2 separate regions of the Macaca mulatta genome follow, and region 1 is linked to region 2. The links are chromatin contacts, called in public Hi-C maps. All regions are on one chromosome and are shown on one strand. Each heading gives the region's core, a stretch centred on a gene start, on an enhancer-like site or on the middle of the called end of the contact. The rest is flanking DNA. Distances are from core to core; before and after follow the strand shown. Region 1 holds the start of CHMP3 (charged multivesicular body protein 3). Region 2 holds the start of RNF103 (ring finger protein 103).

Region 1 (3,371 bases), core at 197-2,696, 58 kb before region 2:
AAGTTTCCTGACGAAAATGAGTGCCTACTATTCTAGGGCCTTTGATTAACAACAACAACAAAAAATTTACATTAACGCACATTATGTGCCAGGAATTGCAAGATGCATAAGATTGGTTTTTAAAATGTGCCTGCTAGAGCTGAACAGGTAAGATCATTTATTAAAGGATTTCAGGATTTTTTTTTCCATTATGGACAAACCTAGGTGTGGTAGAGCAGTGCTTCTTAAAGCACTGATGTGCACACCCATCTTAGGGAGCCTGTCAGAATTCAAAATCTGACTCAGTGGGTCTGGAGTCAGTGGGTCTGGAGATTTAACAAGCTCCCAGGTGATGTTGATGCTGCTGGTTGGCACCTGAGTAGCAAGGCTGTGCCGTATTTAAAGAATTAGCCCTAACTACGAATATGAAAACTTTACATCCCTGAATCTTCAATTACTCTGAGATGACACTACTATTATTTTGGCTTGACAGACGAGAAGACTAAGGCACTGAGAAGTGAACTTTCCAGAGATCACAGAGGTGAGATGTGGAAAGGCAGGATTCAAACTTAGGTTGACTGACTGCAGGGAACTTTCAACTGCTTGCCTCCCAATATTATCTCAATTAATAGGTAATGAGAATTCGAAGCTGGGTCCGGAGCTATCTTCTGCAACATCCTTCTGGGTCGAGTCCCTGCCCTGCTATAATATGTAACAAGGGTCAACACAAGGTTGTAGGGCTGGGGAAAGAGGAAACAGTCTCCTTTTCAACACAACGGGGAGGACCGAGAACAGGCGGCAGGTGCCACGCTCCTCCGGCAGACGCGACCCGGCCAGCTCCAAACAACGCTCCGGGCAAGGGAAGGTTCTCCGGCGGGTCCGCAGACGGGCGTGAGGGGTGGGGCCTACGCAGGGAAAAGGTTCCGGGCGGGTCGTACCAACGCGCGCAGGGGGAAGGGGTTTCCAAGGCCAGGACGGTGTCGCTGCCTACGCGCTCGGTGGCGAGGTGAAGAAACTCTTCATCCACCCCTCGGCTACCTGGTAGAGAGTGGCACCAGGAGCTCTCGCTCCCCAAAGCCAACTCCTAAAGACTCTTCCTCCGGGCCCCCCAGTCGAGTGGGAGGCCCCGGAAATGGGGGCCGGTCGGTATCGGGCAGGCGGTGGGGAGAAGAGTGTCCTGTCAATTACCAACTCCAGTTCGCCCCACACAGATCCACCCGCTTATCTGCCGCCGCCGTAGCCCTTACCAGTTCTTTGGGCGGCTTCTCCTGAGTTTTTCCAAACAGCCCCATGACGAACTGAACCCGTCTTGCCCCTTCCGGCTTTCCGTTCCCCGCGCCCAGGCAGGTCACGGGCAGCCGCCGGGGCGGGGCCCACGGAGAGGGAGGTAGTGCCGACGCCCAGAGTAGGGAGCGGCCGCAGTAGAGGATGGTGCGCATGCGCGGTACGCATGCGCAGAATTGAGTGAGTGGGATACTAGTCAACAAGGCTGACGTCATTGCGCATGTTCTGGGCGTGTCTGTGTAGGGGAGACCACGGATTCGGTGTTTTTCGTGGGGTGTAGAAATGATTGCTCTGAAAGATACGAATGTGTTGACTATAACTGCTTCTGATACTTCACCTAAACCTAGATGTTGCACCAGAAGTCTGGATCTCCACGCAGACGTGTACACTTACCATCACTTTCCCGACAGCTTCGTCTTTGTGTCCAGTAGGCGACTCACAGGTGACAAACCAAAAATGGCCTCTTTTTCCTCCCGCCAACCCACTCCTCCCGTCTGCTTGCACCACCATCACCTGGTCGCTAAACCCTAGGCGTCCTCCTCTCTCCCCTCCTACCAACTCCCAACCATTCTAACTTCAGCCCTCTCCTTTCCATCCCAACTGCGGTAGTTTTTGTTCAGGCCATCGCCCTTTACAGCGTGGGCGATTCCTGCCTAGCATTTGTCCATGTGTGTGCCGTCCTACACGCCACACCGACCGTGAGCCTAATCACACTCTCAAAGGAGTCTGACTAAAGAGAACTAGACACATTTTAGCACGGACAGTCCCTGATTAGGCCTATACGGTGAGCTGATGGTTACTGTCATTACCTCATCGAAGATGGTGAAGGGACCATTTGTTACCTCAGCCCCATACTCCTGTCTCTGGTGGAATCATAAAATGGGTTCGGCAGCTTTGAAAACATTTTGGCAATTTCTTAAAATGCTAAACAAAGCCAGCCTTCCATTCCTAGCTATTTACCCAAGAGGGAAAAAAGCATACGTTCTTACAAAGACTTGTACACAAATGCTCATAGCAGCTCTATTTGTAATAGCCGTAAACTGGAAACAATCCAAATGTCTATCAACAAGAGAATGGATAAACCAGTTGTGATTGATCCATACGGAGGAATAGTACTGAGCAATAAAAAAGAGTAAACTGTTTATAAATGCAACAGCATGGATGAATCTCAAAATAATTCTGCCAACCGAAAGAAGCCAGAATCGTGTGATTCCATTTATATAACATTCTGGAAAATGCAAACTAATACGTAGTGACAGAAAGTACATTGGCGGTTGCTAGCGGATAGGAGTGGGGTCGGAAAGGAGCAGAAAAGAGGGGTTACAAAGAGACACGAAGTTTAGGGGGATGATGGATAATATCTTGATTGTGATGATGGTTTCGCAGATGTATACAATATCAAAACTTAACAGGTTGGACACTAAGTATGTGCAATTTATTTTATGTCCATCATACTTCAATAAAGTTCTCTTTAAAAAAGCACTACCTGTTCATTGTGAAAAGTTAAACCCGCATTCTCACTTCCTCAGGGGAAAAGGTCTCAAAGGATTCACACCAACTATTAAATATAGTGTGAATCTTCTGAAACCTTTTCCTTTGGAAAATATACTTTTATTTTTATTTATGTATTTGTTTTTGAGACAGGGTCTCACTTTGTCACCCAGGCCAGAGTGCAGTGGCAGGATCTTGCCTCACTGAAGCCTCCACTTCCCAGGCTCAAGCGATCCTCCCACCTCGGCCTCCTGAGTAGCTGGGTGCCAGCCACCACGCCCAGCTGATTTTGTAGTTTTTCTGTAGAGACAAGGTTTAGCCATGTTGCCCAGGCTGGCCTCAAACTCCTGAGCTCAAGTGATCCTCCCACCTCAGCCTCTCAAAGTGTTGGGATTACAGGTGTGAGCCACCTTGGCCGGCCCTATTTTTACTTAATTGAGATTATATTATATACATTGAGCCACCTCACCCAGCCCTATTTTTACTTAATTGATATTATGTTGTATACATTGTCCTACAATTTCCTTTTAAACAAATTTTATAGAGATTTTCATCAGTGTCAATACCTATGGCAATCCATAGCAAGAATGTACCATAATTTATTTAACTACTTCTCT
Region 2 (3,202 bases), core at 179-2,678:
TTACATCCAAGATGCAAATTTAAAAAAATCCTAACAGAAATATAATATAAACTAGAACATGGCAAGCATTTATACAAAATGCTCATCTTACTCAGACTTACTCGCCTTTTCAGACTTAAAGTCGGTGTACACTGTCTATATTCAAACTCATGATTTAACTAACATTCAAATCCTAGGCCCAAGTGCCTCTGATAGTAAGTATTCCAAAGATGGGTCCCCACTCTGGGTACCTTATTATTACTATCGTGACAAATACTACTATTGACAGACAACGTTTTGGAGTTTTTCTTACGTTTTTATGAACTTCAACTGACAAATAATGCTTTCCAGTTTGTAACTAGTTCATATTCCCGAATTTTGAGAAAATCACTCAACTTAGTAAACAACGCTAAGAAGCCACACTTTAAACTGTCATTTTACGACAACCTTAAAAGGATACACCAACACCCCTCCAAGTAATTTCAGCCTCCTCCTCAAAGCTGGGATCCGCATACTTGATTGTAGAAAGCTTGGACGAAGCAACCTGGGCAGCTTTAACCCTTCCAGGGAAGGCCTCACTCTGGGGGAACAGCCAGGTACCAGGAGGTACAGGTCGTCCCCTCTCCCAGGTGGAGGGGGCCCTAGGGGAAGCTCGATACTCGCCTGACTTTTCCACCAGCTCCCGGACATCCTTCTTCTCAGGCAGCCCTGAGTAGCCCAACCCTCGGCACTCCAAAATGGTCTTCAGCTTCTTGAAGCTCAGCGCCACTGGATCCACCAGCTGGGTGGCAAAGATGCCAGTTTCATACCACACAATGGCTTCAAAAAACCTGGCCAGGACGAACAGGACCAGGAAATAGAGGAGCAAGAAAAAAAGCTTCAGCCACATCTTCCCTGGCGTCTTCTCTCTTTCCAGAGAGCTCGGAATACGGGAGAGAGAAGGGTCGAGGGCGGAGGCAGCGGCTCGGTGGCAGCTTGGGCGAGGGCCCCGTGTCCACGCGCGGGCCACCCGGCGCCGTCACTGGCCGGCCATCCGCGACGGGGAGGCAGGTGACGGGATCTGCGCGGGCGTGAGGTGGCGACGAGGGACGCAGAGGCGCAGAGCCTCGCGCCGGGCCTCCCAGTCAAGAGGCGACAAAAATAAATGGGAAAAACTCACAACCGCCATCCATTAAGCACCGAGAGGCGAGGGGCGCGGGGAGAGCTCACGGGAAGAAAACGAGGGACGCTTCCCTCTGCGGGGGACACTGACCCAGGTGGCGGGGTCGGCCCTCCGGCGCCGCGATCTCAAGGGGGAGGGGGAGAGACCAAAAAATAACTCAGATTCGCCAGGAGCCGGAGATCCGGGCGGCAGGCCCGGGCCCGAGGGGCCGTGGGGGCCGGACTCCCGCGGCCGCGGGTCAGGAGGGCGCGGCGCTCGGCCGGGCCAGGCCTGGGGCCCAGCGTGTCCTGCGCGGGGAGGAGCGACCGCCGCAGCGCCGCGCCCGAAGCCCAGGCCCCAGGCCCCGCCGACCGCCCAGGATCCGCGAGAAGCACGGCGGGCACGGCGGCGGCTCCACGTTAGCTCGGGCCGGCTGGCGGGCGGCGCCTCTCAGGCAGGCGGGCACCGCGGCCCGGCCCAGGATGGGGCGTCGCGGTCCCTGCAGAGGGAATCGGTCTCGGTGGGAAAAAACCAATAACAGGCCCTGAGACTGCTCCTCCAGGCGGCTACCCGGCTGCCTCCCGGCCACTCAGCGCCTGCCCCGCTCGGATGGGCGGCGCCGGTCGCGGCACGGGTCCCCAGCACCCCCGCCACCTCCGGAGGCCGCGGCCGTAGCCTCCACAGCCGTAGATCAGGGACGGCCGCGGCCGGAGCTGAGACACAACAACTGACGTCGGGACGAGGCGGGGCTGGGGCGGGGCCTGCAGGGCAGGCCCGCAGGGGCGGAGGGCGGGGAATTCGGGGAGCCGCGGGGCTCCTGGACAACCGAGCAGAGAGTGGGAGGAGAGGCGGAGCCCCAGCCTGGTCGGGGCCTTCCCGCGGTGCCGAAAGTTGCCTGTCCGTGCTTTTGTTGCGTGGTCTCCTCTTTTGCCCCGCCAATGTTTAGCAATTGATTTCGTCTGAGTATTAGTCTTTGGACTGTATCACTTTGTGTATTTTCTGTAAAAATAGAGCAGTTAATTATTCTCTTAAAATCGATAAAAATAGAAATATACGTTTTTTGATGAATCCTGGTGAACAGCGAAATTTTTGGCACAGTTGGTTTGAGATGGTAGAAGGTTAAACCCAGAAAGCAAATGTTTTGCCCCCTCTTCATGAGAATATGGCTTTGCACATGTGTGTTGGAGGAGGTTTGGCCAAAACTGGAGTTAGCGTTATCCTAGGCCCAGTTGTCGCTGCCAGTTATAGCCTTTTCCCTCCTTCAGTCTCAGGGGTGTTAAAAGCCTGGTGTGAACTCCCTGAGTTCCTAGGACAAAGGTTGTTGAATGTTGATACGTCCAGGTGCAAAGTTCTGGGTGCTTTATTTTGTACATGGGCCGGGCGCGGTGGCTTACTCCTGTAATCCCAGCACTTTTGGAGGCCGAGGCGGGCAGATCACGAGGTCAGGAGTTCGAGATGATCCTGGCTAACACGGTGAAACCCCGTCTCTACTAAAAATACAAAAAAAAAAAAAAAAAAAAAAAAAAAAAAAAAATTAGCCGGGCGTGGTGGCGGACGCCTGTAGTCCCAGCTACTCGGGAGGCTGAGGCAGCAGAATGGCGTGAACCCGGGAGGCGGAGCTTGCAGTGAGCCGAGATCCTACCACTGCACCACATCCAGCCTGGGTAACAAAGCAAGACTCCATTTCAGAAATAAATAAATAAATAAAATAAAAATAAATAGTCACATGGACAAGCATGCGATACCCGATTCTGTGCTTATAAATTTAACAGGGCTGAACGTACTCTTTACCTCAATCTCTGTCAGTCTTGAGGGAGGAAGGAGTTGGGTTCATAAATTGAACCAGGTTGTCTTTGACCAGCCGCTTTTGATAAGGAAGGAAAACAAACAAACAAACAAAAAGCAGGAATTACTGGGAAATGTGACTATTTGTGCAAAACTATCAACTATCCGAAACTAGGGGTGACAGTTTTAGAAAGAAAGGGATATGATCCCGGGTCATGGAGCAAGTGAGGAACGAGAAGCAAAGAATGGACTGTGAGAATGTAGCCTCCGAATGGTGCCCATTTAAAATAAAGTGAA

The links. A called contact is a pair of places that touch in the nucleus more often than the background predicts.
Region 1: a Hi-C map of cortical neurons shows a contact between it and region 2, with 2.7 times the contacts expected there. The contact joins the promoter of CHMP3 here to the promoter of RNF103 in region 2. A contact is called at or near these places in 5 of 14 Hi-C or Micro-C datasets (CD4 T cells, blood, cortical neurons and 2 more).

What each region holds. Positions count from the first base shown.
Region 1 is chr13:37,825,167-37,828,537 of T2T-MMU8v2.0, reverse strand. It overlaps CHMP3 (charged multivesicular body protein 3), which reads right to left and starts at 1,446. Exons shown (of 4, transcript XM_077959079.1): 1 at 1,227-1,446. The coding sequence starts at 1,431.
Region 2 is chr13:37,767,096-37,770,297 of T2T-MMU8v2.0, reverse strand. RNF103 (ring finger protein 103) reads right to left here and starts at 1,428. Exons shown (of 4, transcript NM_001266577.1): 1 at 643-1,428. The coding sequence starts at 868.